3 separate regions of the Mus musculus genome follow, and all the other regions are linked to region 1. Evidence: chromatin contacts called from public Hi-C and promoter capture Hi-C data. All regions are on one chromosome and are shown on one strand. The core of a region is the stretch at or near the end of the contact, and the rest is flanking DNA. Distances in the headings are between cores, read along the strand shown.

Region 1 (2,812 bases), core at 92-2,591:
AATATGTTGCTTCTAATGTAACTTTCCTCTTCTCTTTGCGTACATTGTTATAAACTAGCAGGGGATCAAAAAATTTGAGTAAATAGGCTCAAAACACAAATATGGTCCATTAAAGAAGCGTTCCATTCAGAATCTTTTAAGGGAGGGGAGGGTTATAAGATGCCTACACGATGTGGCCTAGCTACAACATGGCTTGACTCTCCATCTTCTCTATGAGAGTGCCAAACCATTTCCTATTCTCCAAGCAACTAGAACATACGAATCGGCGCAGAGACATTGCACTTTACAATAAAAAGCAAACTTCCACAGATAGCTAGCTAGTCTGCATCCCTTATCTCGTCTCACCAACCCCGAGGCTGCCACAGGCTTTGCTCATCAAACATCAAGAAACCGTCCCACTTGTTAAAACCGATCTCCAGAGCTACTTTTCAACATTCACAACTCCCACTGCCTCAACACCACCTCACCAGAACCCCCTGACATCTTCCATTATTTCCTTCCCAACATCTAAAATCCTGTCGAGTCGTACTTGCGCACGTTCATCTTATCCGTGTCCAGGTGGTTTACCAGAATATGAACAGTGCTTAGAACACTGGGTAGAAAGGGGATGAACTGAACGGGAGCAAGGGCAAGTTCCGTTTTGCCACTGACAATAGGTGAATGGAACTCTAAGACAGAAAGCTGTGCGAGTCTCCAGCCCTGAGCACTGGGGACTATTTCTATTGCATCAGTAAAACCTAGAACCCATCTGCAGCGATCCATTGTTAAGAACAGGACATGACACTGTAACAAACTACCTAGACCCACGTATGTTTATTGGACAATTTTAATCAGACAACTAACATGCTACTTAACAAAAGCTAAGCTTGGCAGTATATTAATAGATACGTGTAAGCTAAAATGCAGTTCCGTTCCGGAATCTTGGAAGTCTAGCGACCTGGGCACGCAACATAAAACCCTTGCCTTCAAACAACAAATAATTAGGAGTGCGAGGAGGCCTTCATCACAGAGAGGAAGATTCCCTCCGCGCGTAGACAGCGTCACCCACCAACCAAACTGGGCCCTGCAAACCCTGAGTCGGGAAGACGAGGAGTCCTGAAGAGCACGCTCACTCTGTCCGCCGCCGGCATCGCAGCAGCTGAACCAATTCTGTCCGTGATTAAACAAAGCACCGGCACCCGCCCCCAAAACGGCGCAAAAGGGTCAGCCAGGGATCCTGCGTACCTGCTGCAGGGAGGCGCAGCCCTGACACCGCGCGAGGTCGGCTGGCCCGGGCGCCGCCGGGTGCGTCTCGCCGGGCATCATGGTGCTGCGGCCCGGCCTGCAGGGCGCGCGCTCAGGGGCCCGCTGCCTCGGCCCTGCTCCGCCGCCCCAGCCACCGCCAGCCTGGCCGCTTCCCGCCGGGCGCGGGCAGGTCCATGCGTGCGCCAAGGTCCCCGTGGAGCCGGCCTAGGGCTCAGACCAGCGAAGCAGCCCAGGGCACTTGAGAGCGGCGCAGCCCCGAGGGCCCAAAGCGACGACAGCACACGAGGTCCCCGCCCCACCCAGCCCCGCCCCCCGTCGGGGCTGCCCGCAGATCCGCCTGATCAAAAAGCCAGAACGAAGCGTGGTCGTACAAAAAGCAAAGCCTTAGGACACATCTTGGAAGAGATGAACAAGAGCCAGGGCCTGCCTTCACGAACTGTCTGTGCATCTGTCAGCTGCCTCATTACAGGCCCTGTGTAGACGCCTAAATCCCTTCAGCCTCCAAGGGGCGGGGGTTTTGCGATGTCATTGGCATGCCGACCACCGAAGGAGGACCCGAGCCTGGGTTTGGAAAGTGCGAACGCTTCTTGCAGAGCTACTGCACTATTCTCCCAGTAGACAGGCAGGGAGCGGAAGAAAAACTACAATTCCCGGAGTGCCTCGCAGCGGCAGGGTGAGCACCGCCTGGAGGCCAACCTCTAGGGCTCCATGCTCTGCTACTAACGTGTGGGGTGTGTCTGCACGCAGCCAACCAGACAAACCCCTTCGAGCCGGTTTCCCAGTCATCTTCACCCTTAGGCTGGAGAGGTGGAAAGAAGAAATCCTCATTCAGCTTTAAAAGCCACTTGAAATCAGGGCTTGAACTCTCGCTGACATCCTAGCATTGTATCCACTCTCCTCAGAAACTTTGTTGCCATCAGTATCTGTCTACTAGGAAGTTTCTGGCGGCTCCTCATCTTCTGGTTACAAAGTCCCAATCTCAACAACAGTGTTGCATTTATTAGTGAGGGTTCTCTAGAGTCACAGAACTTATGGGTAGACTCTATATAGTAAGGGAATTTATTGATGACTTATACTCTGTAGTCCAACTCGCCAACAATGGTCAGCAGCAGCTGTGAATGGAAGTCCAACGATCTAGCAGTTGCTCAGTTCCACAGGGCAAGCAGGCAAAGAAGAGAGAGCCTATCTTTCTTCATCTAATGTCCTTATGTAGGTCTCTAGCAGAAGATACGGCCCAAATTAAAGGTGTGTGTCACCATGCCTGGATCTGGGACTTGCTTTGTCCCAGATGACCTTGAACTCAGAGAGCTTCCAATCTTAATCTCTTGGGATTCATAGCCAGTATATGCCTCAAGATCTCCACGATAGGGGCTGGTCAGATGGCTCAGCGGGTAAGAGCACCTGACTGCTCTTCCGAAGGTCCAGAGTTCAAATCCCAGCAACCACATGGTGGCTCACAACCATCCGTAACAAGATCTGACTCCCTCTTCTGGTGTGTCTGAAGACAGCTACAGTGTACTTACATATAATAATAAATAAATCTTAAAAAAAAAATCTCCACGATAAG
Region 2 (2,812 bases), core at 172-2,671, 3.7 Mb before region 1:
TTTATGTCCTGAATAGGAAGAAACATTTGAGAGTTTAATCTCTTGTTATAGTTGGGGGATGCTTGCTAAGAATAATACAAGGGCAAATCTTTCCTTCTGAAGTGGTATAGGAAGGCGGTGTTGGCAATAACCTTGTGGAATAGGCAATTTTTGCTAAACTTTAGTTGGAAAGGGGCTTCCAAGCCTGCCAATTTTCCCCTCAAACTCCCTCTCATCTCCAAAATAGTTAAAGTAGGAACTAAGTTGTGCCACCTAGACAAGACCAAGCTTCGAGAGAAACTTCAGCACAGCCAGGCAGGTCCAATCTACAAGTGGGGGTCCTGACAGTCAAGACTGGATATGTCACTGTAGCCCACGATGATGGAGGTTCAGACACTATTCTCCACATGCTTTTACGTATGCTATTCTAGAAAAAAACACTGGTCCACTCTCAGCATCAAAGTACTTTTTATAATGTTGGGGATTACAATAAGGGCTCTAGGGTACTTACAAACCAGCTCCCAGAACCCCAATTTCATTCTAGAGTCTGTCCAGAATCAAATTCAATACCCTTTCCACATTTAGTAGACTCTGTTAAATTCTATTTGCATTCAAAGATCTGAGTGCTAAAGACTAATAATGTTCACCCTCCACTTTTACTTGCCAGTGCACTCCTTTTCACATAAATTTGCTGTCTCAGCAATGTCAATGATTGATAGTCTGTGCAGAAGGACAGCACAGTCCCGCCCCCTCTCGAGACCCACCTTCCCAGGGTCTTTTCAGCACCAAGCTAGAGGTTTGGAGGGTTCCAGTTTGTTGAGTGGAAGTGAGTCCAGGACAAATAAAGACACAAAGGACTCAGAAACGAGTAAAGATGTGCACTCGTGAATAACGCCTTACGGTATGTACATTAAGAGGGCAAAAGAAAAAAAAAAATCCTTAAAATCTCTCAAGTTCATTAGTAGGGTACGCCAGCTCTCAGCGGTTACCGGGCACTCTTGTTTTGTTGTTAGGAATAGGAACAAGAGCCGAAACAGGCTTTTCTAGGTTCAAAATCTTTACAACTAATCCCGAGCTCCGATGATGAAAGATGCACTTCGTAATAAAGGGCCTCTGGGCAGCGCAGCCGCAGTCCTTAGACTCTTTAACCAACCGGCTTTATCCGGGAAGGACTTCCGCAGGAAGCCGGGACATCCTCGGGGCCTTAGTCTGAAGCTGATGAACAAGCCCGGCGACGTTGCCACCACAAGGTTTAGGTACCGACCGATCGAGCCCGAACCTCCTCTCCGGGTCACCGATACCTACCAAGCCGCGAGGCTCCCGGACGCTGCTGGGTACAGGTAGGCCGGACAGTAATCCGGCCGGGCGGCGGTCTCGCGCTCCTGCTTCACAGCGACCGTGCAACCTACGCCGGGGATACGGTGCACCGTAGCTTCGCAAGCCGGCGATTCGCCACGCTAGGCCGGCACCGCCCCCCACGTGGGCTGCGCTGCGAATGGGCGAGACCATCTGCGGCGGCGCGGGAAGGGACGCCGCGGGGGACCGGGACAGAGCTGGCCTGGGGTTTGCAGGCCCTGGAGCTGGTCGCCGCGTTCCCAGGATCAGTCACTCCGCCGTAATGTGGGGAGGGTGAGAGCTCTACGATGTCGCCCTACTAGGCTGCTTCTTCAGGCTGCCTTCTCCCCCTGCTCCGGGACGCGGTGGTGGCGCCGCGACCCCGCCCTCGCGCGCGGGTCCTTCCCTGGGCTAGCACCCTTCTCAGGGTGCCAGACCCCGCCCCAGCGTCAGGCACCTTCGCTGCTGCGGTCCGTCGCTGCCGGGGTCCCAGCCTTCTAGGGCCGGGGCCTCCGGGGCCGCGGCAGGACGGGGAGAAGAACTATGGCGTCCTGCGTGGGGAGCAGGACTCTGAGCAAGGATGATGTGAACTACAGGATGCATTTCCGCATGATCAACGAGCAGCAAGTGGAGGACATCACCATAGACTTCTTCTACCGGCCGCACACCATCACCCTGCTCAGCTTCACCATCATCAGCCTCATGTACTTCGCCTTCACCAGGTAAGTCTGGCCTGGAGTCGCGCGGAGCGCCGGGGAGAGGAGGACAGAGACGACAGACCGAGAAGCAGTAGAGGGGAGGGTGGCCAGGTGTGGCTGGTGGTAAGGAAGTGAGTAGCTGTTCCACGCGTGCAAGCTCGGGGACACAAGGGCCACACAGCTCCTCTGCCTACCGCGTGGCTTACAGTCCTCTCCGCCTACTTTTCCACCTGCCACCCCTCATGTCCAAATCCCATCTTTCTCATTCACTACGTCGGACCACACCAGGAACTCATGCAGGTCACCTAGCTGGGTGATCCACACCCCTTGCTCTGTATCGTTCTCTGTCACTATCAGAAGGCTCTGATCTCTAACCACTCATCCGTGGTCTGTCTCCAGCAAATGGCATGAACCATTTCATGATTGAACCTCCTTCAACTCACACTACACACATAAAACACACACCATACACAGAAAAATCCTCTGGCATTCAGTATTACCAGGCACACACACAAATGTACATGTGAGGTGCACCACACTGTTTTTCCTTTTATATACATTTCCCAAAGTCATCTAATGTAACTCTTCTCCCAGTCTCAAACACCACCTCAATGCCACAGCATCAGCAGTCGCTGTTGACACACATCCCAGTGGATGCCTCCCATGAAGCACAAGCCAATACCCATCATTTCCAATGTACTGTACTCTATAGGCTACCGCTGACCACAAGGGGCACATCCTGCCCTCTCATGCATCTCTAAAATACTGGCTGAAAGGGGATAGTGGCAAGCAGTTGTGTA
Region 3 (2,812 bases), core at 190-2,689, 3.3 Mb after region 1:
GCTGGGCGTGGTAGCACACGCCTTTAAGCCCAGCACTTGGGAGGCAGAGGCAGGCGGATTTCTGAGTTCGAGGCCAGCCTGGTCTACAAAGTGAGTTCCAGGTCAGCCAGGGCTACACAGAAAAACCCTGTTCCGAAAAACCAAGAAAAAAAAAAAAAAACCAAAAAACAAACAAACAAAAACGACAAAAACAAACAAAAAAACAAAAAAAACCCCACTAAAGTATAGCTAGGTCTGGCTGTAATTTCAGCATGCAAGCTGAGACAGAAGAACTTGTTTCAAACACAGACACTCAGACACACACACACACACACACACACACACACACACACACACACAGACACACACCTTCCCTCCCTCAGACCTCAGACATATACAAGAAAGTCATTAGTCAAGATGGGGCTTGGCAGTGTACTGTCTTAGGATCAACTGTAGGGTCCCAGGCCTGCAGTCATACCATCAGCCACCCTCAGGCTAATTAGAAAAAGGAGGTGCCACTAGTTCTTCACACACTACTATGAAAATTAATAAAAATTCAGTGTTTGAGACAAGCCTGAAACATTATGAGCATTCAATCCATGTTAGCAGCCCTTTTAAGGAAAACCTGAAAATGCATAGCTGTAGGGTCTAACCTGGAGTACGTACATAATCTTTGTAACAGGAAATTTGCCACTGGATTCTGGCTTTGCAAATTAAATACTTGCTCTACTGACACTGCACTTCCTTGCACCCCTAATTGACTGGAGATCACTTCTGTCGCTTAGCAGGTCCTATTACATGGAGCTCATCGTTAGGCTGTGCTCCATAGGCCAGTCAGTTGAGAGCTGTGGGGTCCTGCCAGATAGTCTGGGATGGTGGTAGGGTCTGGATGGGATATGCGGCAATGTGAGAGGTGAAACTCAAGAGTAATGTGTGGTGGGATGGAGGGCAAAGTCGGATCATGCTGTTAGGGTCAACTGAAGTGGGGTGGAGGTGTGCTGGGTCATACTAGGTGGGTTCATGTCAGGCTGTTCAGGTCGTGCGAAGTGGGGCCGTACTGAGGGGTGGGACGCTGTGGGGTGGAATCCTAAGAGTTGGGGTAAGGTCGTGCCACTCGGAGTCACGCGTGGTGGGGTCGGATCAGGTCGCGCCCCGCGTGGTCGGACTCCGTATATACGCTCACCTTCCGCTGCGCTGCAGAACCTCCACATGGACCGCGGGCGATTCGGCAACACAGGGAAGCGCTTGCTTCAGGTCGCCCACCGCCTCGTCCATGGCGCCGCCGCCGGGAGCCGAGGGAATGCCGCCGGAGTGAGGCCGCGGTCGCCTCCCTGCGCCCTGTGCGACAGCCTTCTCCGATGTAGGAGGATCCACCTTGGCTAAGGGCCGGCCAAATCCACTTCCGCCGCCCGAGCCGCTCGGCGCTTTGCAACCCGCCCCGCCCCACCGAGCTTCGAATCTGCCGCGCGCTGCGCACCGCCCCACCCTGACCCGGAAGCACTTGGCGGTGGCGAAGGCGCTACTTCCGACTGGCGCAGGTCGAGCTACCGGCAGCCGCTTCTCACCGGATCCCGTGCTATCTCAGCCATGGGCAAAAAGCACAAGAAGCACAAGGCGGAATGGCGCTCGTCCTACGAAGGTGCGGATCCCACGGGCGGGGTCTAGGTTGCCGATACGGGCAGGGGAAGGCGTTCCAGGGGAAGGGCGTGGTCTGTGCTGGGCGGGGTCCCGTGAGAAGGAGGAGCTTAGAGCCAGGTAGTGGACAATCGTAGGAGGGGCGGGGTTAGAGCTGAAAAAGGGAATCTGCTGCGAAGAGGCTATAGGCTTCTTTTTTGGGTCCTGTAGCCACTATGTACCTCCTCTCTGACACCAGGAAGACCCGCAGCAAAAAGAGGGCTTCCGTGAAGGAATTGGGGTCCTGGGTCTCAGGTCGGGTTGTTGTACCCTCGGAATATCCTCAGTGGTGATTTTGTGGTTTGAAAGAGAGGATTGAACACCAATCTGTCAGTTTGAGATTACATAGTCTGTGGTTTTGACAACTCCTTGCTGTCTAGATTCACACCCACAGGGGTGCAGTATTTCTACTCAGTATTTTGCAAGCTTGACCTACGTACGGTCTGTGTGCAGATTATACAGACACGCCACTGGAGAAGCCTCTGAAGCTGGTGCTCAAGGTGGGAGGAAGTGAAGTGACAGAGCTCTCAGGATCTGGCCACGACTCCAGCTACTACGACGATCGCTCAGACCACGAACGGGAGAGACACAGAGAAAAGAAGAAAAAGAAGAAGAAAAAGTCAGAGAAGGAGAAGCACCTCGATGAGGAGGAGAGGAGGAAGCGGAAGGTAAAGGTTCAATGGCCTAAGATGGGTCCCTAATCACGCCTGGCTATACCGTTGCTGCAGTTCTGGGCTTCCAGGGCATCTTCAGGTGATGCCTGTCAGGTGTCAGGAGTGGCTCTTCTTCCCAGTCTGGGGAATGCGCAGACGTGTGCGGAGCCTGCATTACCAGTCTAAAAGGGTTCTGGCTGTTCTGTGCCCTCTATTCTTCCATACTTACAGGAAGAGAAGAAACGGAAACGGGAGAAGGAACACTGCGACTCAGAGGGGGAGGCTGATGCTTTCGACCCTGGAAAGAAGGTGGAGGTGGAGCCACCCCCAGACCGACCAGTGAGAGCCTGCCGAACACAGCCAGGCAAGACCCTGTCCCCAAACATGAGTTTCCTACCTTGTCTATAGCGTGGTTATCTAGTTGTTGGGGACATTTCACAAGCTAAAAATGAGTAAATTCTCTTGAAGACTGGTAAAACAGACACATGGATGCCAGAGACCAACCA

The links. Promoter capture Hi-C pulls out the DNA fragments that hold promoters and counts their contacts. A called contact is a pair of places that touch in the nucleus more often than the background predicts.
Region 2: a contact with region 1 is called in a promoter capture Hi-C map of pre-B cells. The contact joins the promoter of Mterf3 here to the promoter of Ice1 in region 1. A contact is called at or near these places in 2 of 39 promoter capture datasets (cranial neural crest and pre-B cells) and 1 of 484 Hi-C or Micro-C datasets (CD8 T cells).
Region 3: a Hi-C map of CD8 T cells shows a contact between it and region 1, with 10 times the contacts expected there. The contact joins the promoter of Trip13 here to the promoter of Ice1 in region 1. A contact is called at or near these places in 2 of 39 promoter capture datasets (cranial neural crest and pre-B cells) and 3 of 484 Hi-C or Micro-C datasets (CD4 T cells, CD8 T cells and pre-B cells).

The regions. Positions count from the first base shown.
Region 1 is chr13:70,636,293-70,639,104 of GRCm38.p6, forward strand. Ice1 (interactor of little elongation complex ELL subunit 1) reads right to left here and starts at 1,342. Exons shown (of 19, transcript NM_144837.3): 1 at 1,225-1,342. The coding sequence starts at 1,305.
Region 2 is chr13:66,931,651-66,934,462 of GRCm38.p6, forward strand. Mterf3 (mitochondrial transcription termination factor 3) reads right to left here and starts at 1,422. Exons shown (of 8, transcript NM_025547.4): 1 at 1,285-1,422. It overlaps Ptdss1 (phosphatidylserine synthase 1), which reads left to right and starts at 1,180. Exons shown (of 13, transcript NM_008959.3): 1 at 1,180-2,036. The coding sequence starts at 1,858.
Region 3 is chr13:73,936,328-73,939,139 of GRCm38.p6, forward strand. Trip13 (thyroid hormone receptor interactor 13) reads right to left here and starts at 1,440. Exons shown (of 13, transcript NM_027182.2): 1 at 1,163-1,440. The coding sequence starts at 1,254. Brd9 (bromodomain containing 9) reads left to right here and starts at 1,501. Exons shown (of 16, transcript NM_001378947.1): 1 at 1,501-1,618; 2 at 2,107-2,321; 3 at 2,538-2,670. The coding sequence starts at 1,567.